2 separate regions of the Mus musculus genome follow, and region 1 is linked to region 2. A link is a contact called in public Hi-C data. All regions are on one chromosome and are shown on one strand. The core of a region is the stretch at or near the end of the contact, and the rest is flanking DNA. Distances in the headings are between cores, read along the strand shown.

Region 1 (5,676 bases), core at 3,054-5,553, 130 kb before region 2:
TCTCATCTAGAACCAGAGCTAGAGGCTGTTGTGAGTTGCTATGCAGGTGCTGGGAACTAAATCCTGGTCCTCAGCAAGAGCAGCAAGTGCTCTTAAAGGCTGAGCCAGCTCTTCTGCTCCCCAGGATTTTTGATTCTAAAGCAAAGGTTTAAATTCATGGACCGTACTGATAGGAGAGAGCATGAATGGTATTGATCCATCTTGATCCCTGAGCATAACCACTTTGAAAATGTCACAGTTAAATAAATATGTAGTAAAATAAATACATAGTTCAGTCACAAAAACAACAACAACAACAACAACAAAAACAAAGTGGGTTCTCTGCTCCTCCCTGTTCCAGAGACAGCCACATCTTCTTATCCAGTGCCAGCCTTGTCCCATAGACAAAATGGTGAAGGTCGGTGTGAACAGATTTGGCCATATTGGGTGCCTGGTTACCAGGACTGCCATCTATTCTCCACATACCAAAGTGGAGATTGTTGCCATCAATGACCCCTTCATTGACCTCAACTACATGGTCTACATGTTCCAGTATGACTCTACCCATGGCAAATAAAATGGCACAGTCAAGGCTGAGAATGGGAAGCTTGTCATCAATAGGAAGCCCATCACCATCTTCCAGGAGAAAGACCCCTCTAACATCAAATGGTGTGATGCCAGTGCTGAGTATATCGTGGAGTCTACTGGCGAAACCACCATGGAGAAGGCCAGCGCCCACTTAAAGGGTGGAGCCAAAAGGGTCATCATCTCTGCCCCTTCTGCTGATGCCCCCATGTTTGTGATGGGTGTGAACCACAAGAAATATGACAACTCCCTCAAGATTGTCAGCAATGCATCCTGCACCACCAACTTCTTAGTCCCCCTGGCCAAGGTCATCCATGACAACTTTGGCATCGTGGAAGGGCTCATGGCCATGGTCCATGCCATCACTGCCACTCAGAAGACTGTGAATGGCCCCTCTGGAAAGCTGTGGCGTGATGGCCATGGGGCTACTCAGAACATCATCCCTGAATCCACTGGTGCTGCCAAGGCTGTGGGCAAAGTCATCCCAGAGCTGAAAGGGAAGCTCACTGGCATGGCCTTCAGTGTTCCTACCCACAGCGTGTCCATCGTGGGTCTAATGTGCTGCCTGGAGCAACCTGGAGAAAAGAAGGTGGTGAAGCAGGCATCTGAGTGGCCACCAAAGGGCATCCTGGGCTACACTGAGGACCAGGTTGTCTCTTGCGACAGCAACTCCCACTCTTCCACCTTTGATGCCGGAGCTGGCATTGCTTTCAATGACAACTTTGTGAAGCTCATTTCCTGGTATGACAATGAATACATCTACAGCAACAGGGTGGTGGACCTCATGGCCTACATGGCCTCTAAGGAGTAATAAACCCTGGACCAGCCACCCCACCAAGGACACCAAGAGCAAGAGAGAGGCCCTCAGTTGCTGAGGAGTCCCTATCGAAACTCGGCCCCCAACACTGAGCATCTCCCTCACAATTTCCACCCTAGACCCCCATAATAATAGGAGGGGCCTAGGGAGCCCTCCCTACTCTCTTGAATACCATCAATAAAAGTTTGCTGCACTGCCCCCCCCAATGTGGCAGGATTCATTAACTACTGTAGTGGGTATTAGAGAACATACCATAATTTATTTAAGTTGCTTGTATCAGCACTTACAGTTTAAAGTTACATGGTGCTATCAATACAGCAAGAAAAGCCCTTAGCCAATGAAGAAGACAATCACAATGACACCTACAGAAATACAGCAGATAGGAACAGACCCAGTTATGCACAAGCATTTATCTCAAGCCTAATTAGTGCCCCTTGGAGACTAATTTCTCAAAGATTCAATTCCGTGCTAACAGTATCAGAATTAATTTGTAAAAGGTGTTTCCTAACACAAAGAAAACAAAACTTAGGACATATGAAAGACGTATTGATTCATCCATGGAGATAAGGAAGAAACAATCCTAAACCTATGAATGGAATTTGAAAGATACCAGAAGGAAAAATCTGGGATTAGGTGATGGGTGACTACTAATATGCACATAACCACCGTGCCAAGGTACTCAGAGTAGGTCGAGAGTAATGGCTTGTGTATTAGTTATTCTTTTGATTTCTGTGACAAGGTTATCTGACAAAGAAAAACAAAGTGAGGAAGGATTTGTCTCATGAAGTCTTCCAGGAGATACGGTCCACTGTGGCTAGAAAGTAGAGCTTCAGCCACTGGGTCACACCGCACCCTCAGTCAGGAAGTAATGGATGCTGATGCTCAGATCACTGCATCCCTCTCACCCAGTCTGGTACCCCAGCTCATGTAATGGTGCCACCCACATTCGGGGTGGGTCTTCTAACCTCTGTTAACCCAATCCAAAAGCATGCCTCAGGGAGCTGCCTAGAAGCTCCTCTCCTCGTTGATTAAAGATCCTGTCAAGATGACAAGCAATATTATTAACCACGGTCCAGCCCTAGGCTTATGGCCATGGGTGGCTGTCATTGGCTCATGCATTGAGATCTAGCTTTGGACTCCTTGACCCACCTTTGTATTCTCTTTCTTTATAGGGTTGAATTTCAACCCTATAAAGGAAAGGAAGAGAGATTTGACCAGGACACCCTTCAGCTTCTGCTTTCTCAAGTCTGCCTAGGTGCCAGCCCTCTGTAATTGGACACAGCTGAACCTGATCTTACCAAGATTGGGACGGGTACCCGCTGAGCAGACTTGATTTTAGAAACGAGGTAGTTCCAGGGCTGGAATGTGGTGCTTACTCAATTTGGAGGTTGAGACAGTATTCTGGAGACCATGGCAATGCTTCTGAAATTTTAATATTCTCAAGAGCAGCCTGGGACTGGAGAGGTGGCTCAGTGGTTAGGAGCACTGGTTGGTCTTCTAGAGCTCTGGAGTTCAATACCCAGCAACCACATGGTGACTCACTACTATCTGTAATGGGATGCATTCTTCTGGTGTGCATGAAACAGAGTACCCATATACATTAACTAACTAACTAACTAACTAACTAAATCTTAAAGAAAATAAAAAAGAACACTAGTGTCTAGGAACAAACTTCTGAGGATCATGCTTTTAGAAGTTATTTAAAATGAGTTTGTATTTTATTTGTCTTAAAACTTATTCGTTCTGGACTGTTTCTATAAAGTACAATAAAAATAAGCTGCTGGAAAGTGAGATGAAAGAGATTTATGCCGATAAACTCCATTGACAATCTGGATCCCACAAGCAACATTTACTATTCATATTACTATAAAAATTTCCATAAAGTATCTCATTTCTTCTTCTGTTGGGCCTTGGCTCTAGGTCTGCCATGGCTCCCTGCCTGATGGGTGAGCACTGTTTAGACATCCCTGCTATGATTAATTGCCTCAGAAATTTCTGGAGTGATATCCAACGTCCCCAAACCTAAACCATAATTCCTCCATGCTGGCAGCAAAAAACTAGCAGCTCTCTTTAAAAAACCATTCTGACACTGTCACTCACACAATGTGCGCGACTATATTCGACAGCCCCATCATCCTGTTATCACCCCATTTCCCTCTTCTTCTTCTCAGTGGCTATACCATCCAAGAAGATAGCACTCCCTCCTGTAGCAACCATCAACAGTTTAACAGTCAATAGCTCCTCAGGGAGGGGTGAGTCCTTTGGGTGCCCTCTGTCCAAGAGGCAGTGCTGAGGGTCCAGTCTTTGTCCATGTCCACTACTATTTGTGGTTGCAATGGCACAGGTGGATGGTGGGACTCCATGGCACGCCTCTCCACCCTCCTCTTCTTACAGCCTTTCTACCCTCTTCCTATGGGCCTTAGAGGCATGATGGAGATGTCCCATTTATGGTTGGATGCCCAGCAGTCACTTGCCCTCAGCACCGTGACCAGATTGGTCTTTTATACTCTCACTGTTAAAGAGGAATGTGGTGACTTACTTGCGGGCCAATGCAATATTAACAAAAAGTTTCATAGTGTTGCTCACTGTACAGCATTCTCAAGATGTTTCTGCTGACAACCTTTTCACTGACGCTTTTTAAAAATTTAAACATAAACATATACATATTCATGAAATATCAAGATGTTTGATTCAGTTGTACCTTACCCAATGCTTAATCACGTCTTCAGTCATTCCTCAATTGAAAACGTCATGGCTCACACTTGCAGATCCTTTCCTCATAGCTTGTGCTGTGTGCAGTGAGCTGTAATCTGCAATCAGCAGTGTGCAGCAGCGGCATCAGAACTTCATACTGCTGCTGAGAAGTGACTCAGTGCTCCGTCATCAGAGCACAGTCCCCTGGTCTCTAGAAGCTATCGTTCTGCTCTGGATGTCTGTGAGATCAGGAGGAGATCACATGCTATATGTCTTTCTGTGCCTGGAGTATTTCATTTAATACAATCATCTCCAGTTACAGCTATGGCACAAATGGCACAATTTCTTTCTTTTTATGGATGAATAGTATCCCTCTTTGTCTATGAGTTTCTCTGCCTTTCTTGGCTTCTGTGTCTAGTGCAGCACTGAGCATGGAGGTGCCTCTGGATCACTACACTGCCTTCATTTTCTTTGGCTGCATATGCAGAGTGGGGTTACTGGGTTAGTTCTGTATTTTTGTTTTGTTTCGAGGAACCGCCATGCTCTTTTCCACTGTCACTGATTTACACTCTCACCGGCAGTGGATGGGGTTCCATTTTCCCTACATCCCACAGTACTTGTTATATTTGATAGTAACCATCCTTGTAAGAGAGAGTTCAGTTCCCATGCCAGGGTGAGTTTGATTTGCATTACCCAGTTGATTTTTTTAAAAGGAGCCTCTTTTCCTGTACTGTTGGCCATTTGATAGTCTTTTGAAAAGTACCTGTTAAGGTCTATGGCCCCATTTCTAGCCAGGTTTTTTTTTTTTTTTGAGGGGGGGTGTGTTGTTTGTTTGTTTTTTTGTTTTGTTTGTTAAAGAAAAAATTTTTAAGTCCTTTACGAGGAAGGCCCTGGCAAACACACCACTGTCATGGAATCTCCTTTATTGTCTCTGACATAGGCCATACCTTGAAACACTGTCAATGACTGGCACAGTTTTCTGAACCCTTGCTGTGTGCCGGGAATGTTGTTTTGTTGATAACTAATGGATGTTCTTCACCTACACTCTTCACTTACAGTCTGAGGAGCTCACAGGGCAAGTACAACCATCCTCAGGATAGAAGAGGAAGGTGAGATGCTAGAAGTGAGTTCCCTGTGGTTCTCAGACATCTTGCATCTTGAATGCATGAGACCATTCAGAGAAGGCAGGTGCCCTGGTGGGTTTGTATGCCTGTGTCCTCAAAACTGTATTTCACCCATCCTTGTGTTACTCCAGGTCTTTTCCTTCAGAAACCCAGGCCAGGGCAAGCTGTGGGCTTTATACAAAGCCCACTGGGAAGGCACTGGGAGACTCAGACCACAGGTAGGGCTCTGGCCTGACTAATTAAGGTTAGGCAAGCTTCACTTTCCTCTATGAACATCAGTGAGTTCTCAGCCAGTTTTCAAAAACCAATGCTCCCAGGAGATCAGGAGACATCCTACAACAGATTAATGCTGTGGTCAGATCACTTGGGAGTGTGTACTGTCTGGAATCACCACCAAATTGTGAGCTGCTATTATGAGCTAGGAACAATGATAAATCATTTATAGATTGTTTATTAGAGTTATGTTTGCATCTCTGA
Region 2 (5,617 bases), core at 1,164-3,663:
AGACATGGAAAGAGCAATTCTCAAATTCATCTGGAAATGCAAAAAAACAAAAACAAAAACAAAAAACAAACAAAAAAACCCCACCAGAATAGTGAAAACAATTCTTAATAATAAAAGAAGAGCTGGGGAAATCACCATCCCTGACCTCAAGCTGTACTACAGAGCAATAGTGATTAAAAACTGCATGGTATTGGTACAGAGACAGGCATGTTGATCAATGGAATAGAATTAAAGACCCAGAAATGAAACCACACCCTGATCTTTGACTAAGACACCAAAAATATACAACGGATAAAAGAAGGCATCTTCAATATAAGGTGCTGGTCTAACTGGCTCTCTGTATGTAGAAGAATGTAAATAGGCTCTTATTTGTTACCTTGTACAAAGCTCAAGTCCATGTGGATCAAGGACCTCAACATAAAACCAGATACACTGAGTCTAATAGAAGTGAAAGTGGGAAAGCGCCTTGAACTCATTCGCAACAGTCTTTTCTAGCAAGAAATAGATAAAGACCAAGGTATCTTTGTGAGGGAAAGCATTAAAAACATATCAGAAAAAAATCCAGCAAAGTAAAATAAGCTCTATTCCAGACTTGCAAGGAACAGAAATGTGTCAGCAACCAGAGTCAACTTAAAGCGGACTTTTCCAGAATATCCAGGCAAGCTGAAACCTTGCTTCAGTCCTGTAAAGCCCTAAGAAAAGAAGCTCATTAAGGCCGCCCAGATTTTTGACTTCTAGAGCTCTGCGGTATTGGATGGTACTTTAGAAGTCTCTGTTTGCTGAGGAGATGGCTCCTTGAGGGTTTGCTGTGCAAGTATGAAGATTTTCCAGATCTGTTTTAAGGTACTCTTGTATACGAGTTTTGTGTGTGTGTGTGTGTGTGTGTGTGTGTGTGTGTGTGTGTGTGTTGAGATGTGTTCTTCTGTGAGTGTGATGCAGAGGATAGAGCATCCAGTGTCTTCCCTGTTGCTCTCTAGCCTGTTACAAGACTCTCATAAAATCAGTCGGAAGCTTGCCTTTGTGCTAGGCTGGTGGGCCAGGGAGCATTACCAGAATAACAGGCGTGCACATCCAATTTCAGTTTATGTGGATGCTGGGGTTTCTAACCCAGGCACTCTCTCACCTGCTAATCCATGCCCCTATCCCCAACACAGCATCTCGAATTTGATGTTTTATCTAGGTGTGCTAGAACCACTTGTATAAGCAACAACACTGCGAACAGCTTTGAAATCCTTCGCTCATGTAAAGGAGCGCTATGAGCAACATGCGCCTTAGAAGCAATTGAAGCTTTGCACTCTGAATCAGAGTTTAATGGGCAATTTCCAGCATGGAGGAAGGGAGGTGAGAGGGGATAAAGTAACTGTTGGGAAAGCTCAAGATCAGATTTAGAGCTAAAAGGGCCAGACTCCGCCTTACTGATGTCTAATGGCTGCTGAAGAGGAGACAAGTGATCTGCGCCTTGGTTACAGACTTGGAGGTAAATTGGCCCCATTAAAAAATAATTTGGAGAATCGTATTGATGATGATAATGCTAATGCGGCAATAACAGCATTCCACTCTGACCTTGACTGGGGTTTGGTTCCAGCCAAGCCCAGCCACTTAGCTCACACTGGCTTTCAACTGCTCATCATCATAAATGTCTGTATCCACTCTTTGGGACAAAGGGCAGTCTCCTACCTCCAAAGTAAGCAAATAAACATGACAGTCAAGGCCTTCTGTGGATGCCCACCCATGTGAGGCTTTTGGCCAATCTGACCTAAGACTGAAGACAGATTCAAGGGCCTTTGCCATTTACTGGAAATCTATTGTAACAGGAAGACTTATGGAGGCCAGTGATTCGAAAACAATAAATACAAAAGACATGGACTCAAATCCAAAGCCACGCAAAACTGTTGGGCAGGTTGCAGAAAAAACAAATCTAAACACTGAAGGAGAAACAAGATTACAAACCAGTGGACTCCTGTCAGCCCATCTCTCCTTTTTATAAACACTTCCAGGCAAACCACAGTTTCAGCTCATTTTCAAGCAATGCTTTCTCTAGTTATCTGGAAATAAACACAAAATTTACCTCTTATCAAGGTAAGCAGACAAATGGGTGTGTGTGTGTGTGTGTGTGTGTGTGTGTGTGTGTGTGTGTGTGTGTGTTTTACTGCCTAATATGGGTCAGAAGATTGGGCATGACTCCCAAGGCCGTCAGCATATGAAATGGAGTGAGATGGCAGATTTCCCAGACAGAGGGGCAAACACAACACTCATCTTTCATTGTCTCTTCTCTCCACTCCTGGTTTTCTTCCTTCTGTCCCGTTTGTAAGGTTCTGTTTGGGGTTACACTTTTAGACAGATAGCTGCTTCATCACATATGCTCTTATCCTTAGTGAGGCTAAAAAAAGATCGCAACACACACCCCCACTGTGGCACTTGCCAACAAACTCTGCCTGTGTTTGGGGCTGATCTCATCCTTAACCTCCCTCTAGGACCCATCAGAATAATGGATGGTGTAACTCCTCCCTGATAATGTATGTATGGAGCTGGGAATTTTTTTTTCTTCTCTGATTAATAGGTATTCAGGCCTTGCAATCCTTTTGCTGTTTTCTTTAGATTAAGAGCAATCTTGGTGTCCAAAAGTTTAGAGTCCAAAAGGGCGAAAAGAAGTGCTTTTCAAATCCCGGTGGAAGGAGTGGCTCTCATTTCCTTTCTACTTGCTTTTCCTCTAGTAGTACAACTAGTCTCTGGGAGGCTGGAGGAGGGCCACACTGGCACAGACTGGGTTATTACTACCTCAGTTCTTTTCAGCACTGAAGAACTTCACACGCCACTTCTAGGATAAAAGAATATGAGTTTCCATCTCTCAGGGCTTTTGGGAGTCTACCATAAGGATGGAAGGACCATTTGCAATTGTGTGTGTGTGTGTGTGTGTGTGTGTGTGTGTGTGTGTGTGTGTCGTCCATGTGTGTGGTGTTCCTGTGTGTGTGTATGGGTGTGTGCACATGTCAAAGCTAACAGTCAGATTCAGATATTGTTGCTCAGGTGCTATCCAGCTTGTGTCTTGAGATGCTCTCTCTCGCTGGCCTGGAACTCACAATGTAGGGAGGCTGGAAACCCAGTGAACTCTGGGAATCCTTGTGTCTCTACCTCTCCACCACTGCGATCACAAATGAGTGTGGCTCTGCTAGACTTTCCACTGCTTCCTGAACTTGAACTGGAGTCTTTATGCTCATAAAGCGAGCGCTTTACCGATTAAGCTATCTTCCTAATCCCATTAGAAACTATCTTGCCAGAAGACTCTATCTAATGTTGCCAGAATGGTTCTTAAATTCTCCAGGGATCCTGGCCAGGCTTCCAAATGACCTTTGACATTGGTTAACTGGCTAACTACTCAACAAAGGATGAGGCCTTATCAGATACTAATGCCCTTGCTACCAAGGGCACTGGCGTCCCCATCGTAGAATTCTTAGTCTCATTGATAAAAGAATTTAAGGCAGATTTGAAAGGCAGCTGGGGGGGATTTTATTCTAATTCTAAAGAAAAATCTCAAAGCAGACAAGCTATAAATGTAGGCAGCTGCCCAAGGAGATAAGATTGAACAGAGGACAAGAGAAAGCCATGCCATTTAAATTAGGTCTGTGGTTAGCCATGTGGTGGACAAGCAGATGACTGGTAATAAAGCTGGGGGTGGGAGGATAGAGAAAGAGCCAGAAAAATCATACTTAGACTCTGGCCAGCATCCAAAAGACAAAAGAGAAGAGGTGGGAAGGTTAAGACTCAGGGTTAGAAAGTTACAATCTCATGGTTACTGTACTGACTGCACTGGGCAGGGGGGCAAGAAAGTACATTATCTCATAAAACAGGTAATTGTTCCTCCTATCTCTTAAGCATGACTTAAGGTGGATCTGCCTTGTTGAGGGGTGGTCCCCTAGCTAACTGATTATCCACCCTAACTGGATTCTTAGGTCTCCACCCAGGCCAAAGATACCATTGTCTTGACCAAAATGAAATATGATAATTTCTTCGTACTAGGCCTTTACTGATACTGTAATACAAGTACACATAAGGAAGGGATCTCTTAGGTTTGTAGACACTAAATCTAGTGGGAAAACTCCCCCTGTGTTGAATTGATACCAGGTGTTTACAAACTTACAGAGAGAATAGCCCATTGTGGCAAGGAAGGCATGTTGGTTAGATGAGCTCCTACTCATGGCAGTAGACATATGTCACAAAGTAACTGAAAAGGCTTAGGCAGGAAGTAAGGTCAGGTTTTAGCCTTAAGGTGCATCCTTCTGACCTCCTAATGGCCCATTTCCTCTAACTAGATTCCACTTCCTAAAGGTTAACAACCTCCCCCAATTAAAATAATCATCTGAGGATCAAGTGTTTACACATTGAACCTGTGGAGGACATTTCACAGGTAAACCATCACAAACTGATTTTGTTAGCACAACAAGACCACGACAGCTCAGAGCTTCTCAGATTTGGTCCCAGCAGCAACAGTGTTTAGGGACTTCTCAGAAATGCAAATTCCTAGACCCCCTTTCTGACCTGCTATTAAAGAATTATGAGGTGACACTCCCAATATGTACACATTAAGTCGTCATCTGGGTAAATGTGATGCACGTTAGAGAAAAACATCCAGGGCCTCACTTTGCTCTTCCTTACAGGATTAGTGTGGGATGAGATTGGCTACTTTGGAGGAAGCTGTCAGAGAAAGCAAACTAAGGTCCAGGTCTCCATGCTGGAAAGGCTTGGTCCCTTGAAGAGCACATGAAGCTAAACAGTCAGTCATCCTGTTATGAAAGTCCTCCTAGATTTGGATGCTAAGCCTAGTTCAACCAAACAACTGACTGCTACTTTTATTCACTCTGTGGCATCAGGGACAGGCACTAGGAATTAGTACAGTGTAGGCATTTCTGCCCTGTATGCACTGAAGCCAAGAAGGAAGTAAAAGGCACTAATGTGTTTACTCAAGGAGCAAACATGGCTGCTGGATTTAATTGCCTGAGAATGTGATTGAGATGGGCATGGTTCCTTTATTCTTGATCTTGATCTGCCACGGCCCCACCCCCACCGCATCTCACATAAGTGGTAGCCAAAGAGTCAGACTGGTTCCATGTTGGTTTCACAGATAGGCTGCAGCTGAACTTCATGTGGGCCAGAGTTCTTTTCCTTACCATAATGACTGGTCAGGAAACCCAGGCTGGCCAGTGAGAACAGGTACTTCCTTACTGAAGAGGTCAGAGTGGTCCAAGCTGGAGATTTTCACAGATCAGAATGAAGCTCCCGTTAACAGCATTGGAGACGTAAGACAGTTTACTTCCATGGGTAATGCTTACTTTGGACAAAGCTGGCTCACAGCACCATAAATATCAGGTGCTAGTATTATCCATTTCATCCTTCAGCATCTTGTCTCAAGTCTTAGTCAGTATGCTATTTACAAGAACTTCTGAATAAGGCTAAAGGGAGGAAGGAAGGAAAGAAGAGAAGAGGAAGGAACTTGCTGAAGAGACCAGAGATAGACATATTCAAGAATTTTCAAAACAAAACAAGAAACAAATCAAGAAATCACTACATACATGTTCAGTGGTAGAACCCTCAACAGTGGAGACCTCAATGTGTTAAAAGT

What was found. Hi-C and Micro-C count contacts between places; a contact is called where the count stands out from the background.
Region 1: a contact with region 2 is called in a Hi-C map of the N1E-115 cell line, with 3 times the contacts expected there. The contact joins two enhancer-like sites. A contact is called at or near these places in 3 of 484 Hi-C or Micro-C datasets (the N1E-115 cell line, nephron progenitors and neural progenitor cells).

Annotation. Positions count from the first base shown.
Region 1 is chr6:93,132,703-93,138,378 of GRCm38.p6, reverse strand. It overlaps the pseudogene Gm5313. Among named protein-coding and RNA genes, the nearest start is that of Gm38863, 59 kb to the left of the region's middle. Within about 2 kb of position 4,303, at least 13 of the 459 cell types and tissues checked have an H3K27ac peak or open chromatin away from gene starts, as enhancers often do. A contact at or near this core is called in the N1E-115 cell line, where this site is marked.
Region 2 is chr6:93,001,602-93,007,218 of GRCm38.p6, reverse strand. All of the region lies in intron 1 of 9530026P05Rik (RIKEN cDNA 9530026P05 gene), which reads right to left. Among named protein-coding and RNA genes, the nearest start is that of Adamts9, 61 kb to the right of the region's middle. Within about 2 kb of position 2,413, at least 20 of the 459 cell types and tissues checked have an H3K27ac peak or open chromatin away from gene starts, as enhancers often do. A contact at or near this core is called in the N1E-115 cell line, where this site is marked.